Linked DNA regions of Mus musculus: region 2 is linked to region 1. Evidence: chromatin contacts called from public promoter capture Hi-C data. All regions are on one chromosome and are shown on one strand. Each heading gives the region's core, a stretch centred on a gene start, on an enhancer-like site or on the middle of the called end of the contact. The rest is flanking DNA. Distances are from core to core; before and after follow the strand shown. Region 1 holds the start of Zfp983 (zinc finger protein 983). Region 2 holds the start of Cldn9 (claudin 9).

Region 1 (4,369 bases), core at 1,649-4,148:
ACCATTTAATATTGGTATGTAGACTTGATCAGTGATGTGCATGGAATAAGGATAAATGTTGGAGTTCATCAAAAGACCCTCACTCACAAAGACCACAGAAAGTGCATTCACTGCAAACCGCAAGAGGTTTTTTATTGATCCATCATGTTGGGGACCCTCCTCTCATCACTCAGGCCAGAGACAAAGACCCAGAACAAACAAAGAACACACTTTTTAATACCTTGTAAGAGGCAGATTTAGGCAACAGGATAGCTGGCTTATTCTTTTTTTTTTTTTTAATAAGATTTTTCTCTTCTTTATAGTCTTACTGTACATGTCATCATTAGAGAAAGGTAGTTTCTTCCTTCCAGTTGTCACTGGCTATCACAGAGTAAGCTTAAGGCAGTCAATGATCATGGCTATAACCATTTTCCCAGCCACAGGCTCCGTACTCGCAGAAATTTACTTAGTATCTTATTCTTTTTTTTTAATTAGGTATTTATTTCATTTACATTTCCAATGCTATCCCAAAAGTCCCCTAGCTGGCTTATTCTAATTGGTGTAGCAAGTAACCTTTTTAGGCTTTCCTTGCTTTGTATAGGAAGATTAAGTAACCCTTTGGCCTAGTCGCTCACTCTGCCTGCCCTTGTGGTTTTTTAGCAAAGCAACAGTATGTTTTGAACTTATGGATCAGCTATTAACCTCACAGCTATTAAATCATGGCTATCAGAGTCAGGGGAATTTCAGGGACAAGGTCAGGGTGGTTTGTGGTCTTTCTTAGAATTTAGTGTGGGTCAGGGTAGGGGACTTTCTCTGGGAACTGCTATCTTGTTATGGTTATTTTTCTGAGAACAGCTCATTTTGGTTTGGCAGCTGCAGACTTAGTCATTTTGACCGCTATGGTTCTGAACGTCCCTTCAGGGGAGAAGGGGCTGGGTGGTCTTGAACTTTATTTTGGACTCTACATAACATCACTCACATGCACAATCAAATAAATTTTATTTGCCTCCTAGCATTCAATTTTTGTGTAGGAAGAATTGTAGGACAATTCTGAGGTGATTTTGTCTCAGTGGAAGTCTCCAGAATTATTTCTAGTGAAACAGAAAGTGGCAAAACTGATTTCATGTCCCACTTCCACATTCACTTGAATCCCTTGCCATCCTTTCACCAATCCTCCAACATACCTGGATCCTTAGGTACTGTCTCCTCCCTCTCCACCTTCTAGGTTTCCACAGATAAGCAGGTCTGGGTGATCAGTGAACCCTGCACATGAGAAAAAGAGTATTTAGCAAGCACCTTCATTTCTGGCACAGCACTGTGCTCAGGAGATAAAAAGAAAATTCTACGGCGATCCCCCAATTCTCATGCAGTGTCAGAATACTGAAAATATTTAGGAAGCATTTTCAGTTAGTGTAACTTGAACCTCACTTTCAGTCACAGCTCAGTCAAGTCTCAGGGGCACAAATGGAACTGAATGACTGGGATGAGAATATGATACACTAGAGAGGTTCTGAATTTATTATGGACTAAAAAAGGATGGAAGCTTTACACTGTCAAAGATCTCACAATTGCAGAATAACTTGCCTCTTCCTGAGGAGGAACAAGGGAGGCTGGAAGCAAACTGTTCTCACCCACACAAACCAGAGTGCTGAAATTCTGCAACAAGGCCTTCCCAGAAGGGTCCTGACACTGCCTGTTCTTCTGGAAGTCCACAGTCACACCAGTGGCTGAGAAATGACCACAAAATACAAAACAGCAGTTTAAGTCCTTGTCCTGGTGCACACCTTTAGTCCCAAATGTAGGGATTAAAGGCGTGTGCCAATACCACCTGGTTTATAATGCGCAAACTGTGAAAATACTGTGACCTATACCCTCAAATAGCCTACTGTGCCTTTCCAGGTTCTAGGAACTCAGCACAAAAACACGATTTTCTTTTCTTTCTTTCTTTCTTTCTGTCCTTTTGTTTTTTGTTGTTGTTGAGACAGGAGCTCATCATGTAGCTCTGGCTATCCTGACCTCACCAAGCAGACCAGGCTGGTCTCCAACTCTTTGATCTGCCTGCCTCTGTCCTCCCTCCCCCATGCTGGGATTAAAGATGCATGCCAACAAGCCTGGTGCATTTATAGCAGAATATTGCATTTACATCAGGGAGTGCATGTCTCCGAAGGAAAGGTAATGGTGGGTATAGAGTTTACTTTTAAATGTTAATGGTTAAAACCATATCTATGAAACTCGCAAAAAAATATGCTTTTGGATTCAATTACATTTGCAGCCACTCCTTTCATGACTGCTGTCTAAAAGCTCTCAGCAGATGCCAAGTCACCAAGTATGTTCACGGGTATAACAAGGGAGTTAGCATGGATGAATGTAAATTCCAAGAGCTTTGTCCTTTTCACCTAAATAAAGAGAACTGTTTTGCAAGCATCAAAAGATAAATTCAAATATTCTCCTAGACCACTCTACTATGAATATTTTGGCAATCAGGTGAACAATAAAAAACAAATCAGGATTACTTCAGTTCATATGACCTAAAATTGTGTTGACAAGGGAAGAAACCCACAGCAAAACTTCAGAGCTTGCTTCCTTAGGAACAGCAGAGAAACTGATCACAGCCTGGTCCCCTCCCTCCCCTTTCCCAGCCCCTCAGCTTCTCTGACCTGGGAGGATCCAGGGCGGTAGGGAGGCGGGTCCAGCTGCTGCACTGCAGACTTCCCCACCATTCCCCGCGCGGCGCCCACGTCAGCCCCGAGTTTTACCTTCCCCGAAGTCCACCCTGTGTTCTGACCCCAGGTCTGCACCACATGATTCCCCACGGTGCAGGCCTGCTTGCTCTGCACCTGAACAGGTCATTGACACTCAGGCTTTGGCTCTCAGTACAACTACCCAGGCCTCATCAGCCGGTTCCCAGCTTCCGTTTACGTCACCCCCTAACTCCTCCCACTCTGAACACTTTTCTACATCACACACCCGCCTCAACAGGCCACATCCTCACACCCTCTGTTTCCGGGTAAGTGGCCCCGCCTTACGGAGATAGCTCCCTCCCATTCTGTGTCAAGCTGCCTTCCACACAGCTCCAGATGTCAGGCTGAACAGTCTCCCCTCATGCTTGCTGCCAGCCTAGACCAGAAGTGAGAAGTGGACCTGCTAGGAGGCTGTGCACCCAATGTTTGACACACACAGTGAGTTTTGAACCCTTTATATCCAAGATAGCCTGACACCTGGACTTGACAACCAGCCTCTGGGCTACATAGTTCATACCAAACAGCAACAGGCTCTCCCATCCCAACACACAAACATGAGAAGCCAAAATACTGAAATTCTGACTTAGGGAGAGACATTTAAAGAACTTAAGTCAGAGATCTGGTAGCTTTTGCTACCAGCCCAAGGCAGAATTCACCCCGCAGTGTACTGCTTTCACCACAAGAAGGCAGACTTGCCAGTTCACTAACTCAGAAAGACATTAGCCTTCTATGACTCATACTTAAAGTCCTTTGAGAGAAAATATAGAATTTCTTCCTTCTGTCGTTCCTTCCTTCCTTCTTTCCTTCCTTTTTTAATAGAGTGATGGGTGCAGAGACTCTTGACTATCCTGATAGAGAAAATAAGTAAAACTTAAGCCGTCAGCTACACCATCAATCTCTACCTCTGGGGACACCACCAAGGAAGAAGAGGTGGTTAGGAAATAAGAAGGGAAAAAGGAGGGGAAAGGCTAAGACACGACACAGCATTCTCCAGACCATACAACTATTGTAATCAGTAACCAACAGCAGCTGTCTTTATGTGCACTGGCCTCACACAAGACCACAGTCAGTGTAGGTTAGGGAATGGCACACACAACCTCTCAGATGTTGACTATGGATAGATTCATAGATTCTAGAAGAGTGATGTGCCTTTAGCATATCAGGGTCCAGCACACATCAGGCTCCAAACCCACAGTCTCACAAATGGCTCTGGTTCATCTCAGTGGATCACAAGCAATATGAATAGATATGGACACAGTAGAGTGACTGTTGGAATTGTGAACCAGGATAGTGGAGAGGTAGGAGATGAGAGTGGGCAGTATTTGATGTGAGCGCACAAATGCACACACACATTCTGTGTGTATATACATGTATATGTGAGTGTAAAATAGTTAATAATAGAAAGATTGGGAGGATTCATTCATTCATTCATTCAGGACAGGATTTTGCCATGTAAACCTGTTTTTAAAGGCAACAGTTTAAATGATTACATCAGTCTGTAATTTATTGCTTGGTAGCATCAGTATCTTATGGGATTTTTGTTTTTGTTGACTTTGTTGTTGTTTTGCAAGATAAGTTGGCCTTGAATTCACTGAGATGAACCTACTCTGGCTCTAGCATGCTAAGGTTACAGACATGTGCCACCATGC
Region 2 (3,928 bases), core at 805-3,304, 2.0 Mb before region 1:
CCTTTATTATCTAGAGACTATCCATAAGTTCTGTGACTCTAGAGAACCCTGACTAATACAGGCAGCAATCACTCTTAACTGCTGAGCTGTTTCTCTAGCTCTACCCTCTTCCTTTTTTTAAAAAAGATAAGAGTTTCACTGTGTAGCCCTACACTTTTGTACAACACACATACATGCACACACACACACACACACACACACACACATGTGCACTTGCCTGTGGATGCTTGCATAAGTGCCATTGGGAGTATATTAATTTTTTTTTTTGAGACAGGGTTTTTCTATGTAGTCCTGGCTGACCTTGAACTCAGCAGTCTCCCTGCCTCTGCCTCCCGAGTGCTGGGGTTAAAGATGAGGTTAAAGTAGCCCAGCTACTTTTTTTTTTCTTTTTTCTTTCTCTTTTTATTTATGTAGTTGACCCTGTAATTGCCCTGGCTGTCTTGGAATCCTGCAGCTCACTATGTAGATCAGTCTAACCTTGAGCTCACAGATACCCACCCATCTCTGCCTCCTGAGTGGTATGTATGTGTCACCATGCCTGCATGGCAGTTTTTGTCTTTTAAATAATAGCCCTTGGGTCTAGAGAGATGGCTCAGCAGTTAAGAGCACTGACTGCTCTTCCAGAGGTCCTGAGTTCAAATCCCAGCAGCCGCATGGTGACTCAGCCATCTGTAATGGGTTCCAATTCCCTCTTCTGCTGCGTCTGAAGACGGTGACAGTGTACTCACATAAAGTCTTTAAAAATATATTTTAGCTGGGCGTGACAGTGGCCTTTAATCCTAACACTTGGGAGGCAGAGGCAGGTGGATTTCTGAGTTTGAGAAACCTTGTTTTGGGAAGAAAAAAAAAAAAAAGCAGCCGGGCACGGTGGCAAGACACCTTTAATTTAGCCCTCAGGAGGCAGAGGAAGGCAGATTTCTGAGTTCAAGGTCAACCAGGTCTATATAATGAGATCCAGGCTAGACAGTGCTATGAAGAGACCCTCACCCCCCCCCCCAAAAAAAAAGCCCCTGGAAGGAATTGTTCATGACTTACTGAAATATGCATATATTGGTTGAGAGCTCATTTGTTAAGTTCTCTGTTCCAAGCATCCCATACAAACTCTTTAAGTTTTCTCAACCGAGTCTCTGATCCAAATAGGTTAAGACGCCTGGCCCTCCCTGACCACTCTAGAATCAGAATTTGAGCTGCAGGCAGGCAGTAGTACTCTGAGGTGGAGACTTTCATGAGTGTTTTCTGTGGACTGGAAGTAAGGGCTCAGGGACGTTCTAACCCTCTGGGCCTTGCTTCTTTGCCCACCTCTGTGACATCTGGTCTTGGCTGGCTATTCATGTGACTTTTGCTCAGGGTCTCCCTTGTCCCTTCTTGCTTCAGGCCTCTTTCTGCCCCTCCCCATCTCCACAAAAGGCTCTTTATCACCAGGCCACTAGAGACCTTCAGCCGCTCAGCTCATTCCCCTAGTTTCGGCAGTGGGGGCGGAGTGGAAACACCTGAGCTGGGGTAGAATCGTGTGCATGTGTATGTGTGAGGGGTGGAGGGGATAGTTTTCTAGGCTGTTGCCCTGGTAATGCCACCTGAGCTGGGCGCCAGGCACCTGTTGTCTGGGAAACTGTAGGCGGGGCCCCTTCCCTAGGAACTGCCAGGGTTATTGAGCTGAGACTGGAGACAGATCAGATTCCAGAGTCCTGAAAGGATGGGGGAAGGGGAGGGGATATAATGATGGATAAGGGGGGCAGTATTTACCCCACCAAGACAGAGTGAATTAGAGGGGTGGCAAAGAGGGGGCAGTCTCAGGCTGAGAGCTCCTCTGTCCATTCCAAGGCAATTAACAGACTTCTCTCTCCTCTTTTCTGTTTGTCCCATCTTCCTGGAATTTCTTTGTTCTTGAGTTTCCATTTGGTCTTGGCACCAGACCCTAACTAACCCCGAGGGCCCCCATCCATCCCCTTTTCACCATTGCTCCGGTTTATGCTACCCAATAGCAGCCTCCAGGTCTCTTGCTGGGCTCCTCCCCTGCCTAGGCCTTAAAACCCCGCCTGCAGCCAGCGCCCTCAGACGTCCCAAGTGGCACCTCACGGTTCCCTGTTTTGAGACAAGCTGTATACCAGCTGAGAGAAGACTTCAACCAAGAAAGTACGTGAGCAGCCAGCAGAGAGGAACGCGGTTGTTCCTAGTTCATGGCAGATCTGGAGGGGCTGTAATGGGTGAAGGCTTCCAGGAGGACACAAGCAATACAGATGAGCGGGACCTAAGGACTTCTTCGTATTCAGTGAGTACCAGATGTGTGAGAGGCCCGCAGCTGTGAGGTCTGGCCTGGTCTGAGATCAACAGATCCCCCTCCTGAGCAGTGAGACGCACCCGAACTCCAACACAGTGCTCCCAACCCTATTGAGTGATTCAGGCCAAGAGCTGAGAAGACCCGAGGAGCAGATGGCTTCCACTGGCCTTGAACTCCTCGGCATGACCCTGGCTGTGCTAGGCTGGCTAGGAACTTTGGTGTCCTGTGCCCTGCCACTGTGGAAGGTGACCGCCTTCATCGGCAACAGCATCGTTGTGGCCCAAGTGGTATGGGAGGGGCTGTGGATGTCCTGTGTGGTCCAGAGCACTGGCCAGATGCAGTGCAAAGTATACGACTCACTGCTGGCGCTGCCCCAGGACCTGCAGGCAGCCAGAGCCCTCTGTGTCGTGGCCCTCCTGCTGGCTTTGCTGGGCCTGCTGGTGGCTATCACGGGCGCCCAGTGCACCACGTGTGTGGAGGACGAAGGTGCCAAGGCCCGTATCGTACTCACCGCAGGGGTCCTCCTCCTCCTCTCGGGCATTTTGGTGCTCATCCCTGTCTGCTGGACAGCCCATGCCATCATCCAGGATTTTTATAACCCACTGGTTGCGGAAGCCCTCAAGAGAGAACTGGGGGCTTCCCTCTACCTGGGCTGGGCTGCCGCTGCCCTGCTCATGCTAGGGGGAGGGCTCCTCTGCTGTACGTGTCCCCCGTCACACTTTGAGCGTCCCCGCGGCCCCAGGCTGGGCTACTCCATCCCTTCCCGTTCAGGTGCTTCGGGACTGGATAAGAGGGACTATGTGTGAGGCTGAGGCTTCTTCCAGAAGCTTCCACCTGCGGCTTCATGCCCTGCATTGGGCTACATCCTTATATCATCAAATCCATGCGCCTGCGAAGCTCACTTATTGGCCAGGACTTGGCTCTTAGGGGATCTCAGCTGGTCTGGCTTGAGCTAACCCTCTGTAGTGGTTGCAACCTTGAGAAAGCTCCAGTTACTGGGTACCCTGCTTATCGCTGCCTCCCAGGATTTTGCTGTGGTTTGCTCTCCTGGACTTTCTTACTCTGGAACCTGGACCTCAGCCTCCTTGCCTTCAAAGTAAGATGTGGACTGTGACCTAATACTGAGGCTTTAGCTGGTCAAGTCTAGCCCAAGCACCACCTGAATCCAAGTTACTCAGCCCCCTACCCTACCTGTGAATAAAAGCACATTGTAACTGAGCCTCCTCTGGTCTGTGAAAAGAGGGTGTGTATACTGTGGGGGGAGAGGTCTCCAACCAGTGAGCAGCTTGCTTAGACCATTAACGCCTTCTAACTCTAGCGAGGCTTGTACTGAACACCAAGAGACATCAGACACATTGTAAGAAAAAAAAATCATGTTTTATTTAGTAAAGCATTGTGTGAGCAGGGAAGTGTGCAAGGTGTGGGGGAGGAGGGTCTACAGCACAGCTGGGACCTTTTGTAGGGAGAGTACACAGTAACCTTGGCGATGGGATTCAGGGGCCAAAGGTTGGAAGTCTCAGGGTAGAAAATTCCTTGGTAACTTATCACCTGCCCTTCCAGGGCTGGAGAGAAGTCTGACCAGGAAGGGGTGCGTCTGTCCTGTGAGTTACCTCCGGCCACAGCAGGAACTCTTGGGACTGGGACAGGATA

The links. Promoter capture Hi-C pulls out the DNA fragments that hold promoters and counts their contacts.
Region 2: a contact with region 1 is called in a promoter capture Hi-C map of hippocampal neurons, with 5 times the contacts expected there. The contact joins the promoter of Cldn9 here to the promoter of Zfp983 in region 1. A contact is called at or near these places in 2 of 39 promoter capture datasets (hippocampal neurons and pre-B cells).

What each region holds. Positions count from the first base shown.
Region 1 is chr17:21,649,140-21,653,508 of GRCm38.p6, reverse strand. It overlaps Zfp983 (zinc finger protein 983), which reads right to left and starts at 2,898. Exons shown (of 7, transcript NM_001357098.1): 1 at 2,637-2,898; 2 at 1,564-1,706; 3 at 1,164-1,242.
Region 2 is chr17:23,682,152-23,686,079 of GRCm38.p6, reverse strand. It overlaps Cldn9 (claudin 9), which reads left to right and starts at 2,054. Exons shown (of 1, transcript NM_020293.3): 1 at 2,054-3,496. The coding sequence starts at 2,431. The coding sequence ends at 3,084. Cldn6 (claudin 6) reads right to left here. Exons shown (of 3, transcript NM_018777.4): 3 at 3,634-3,928.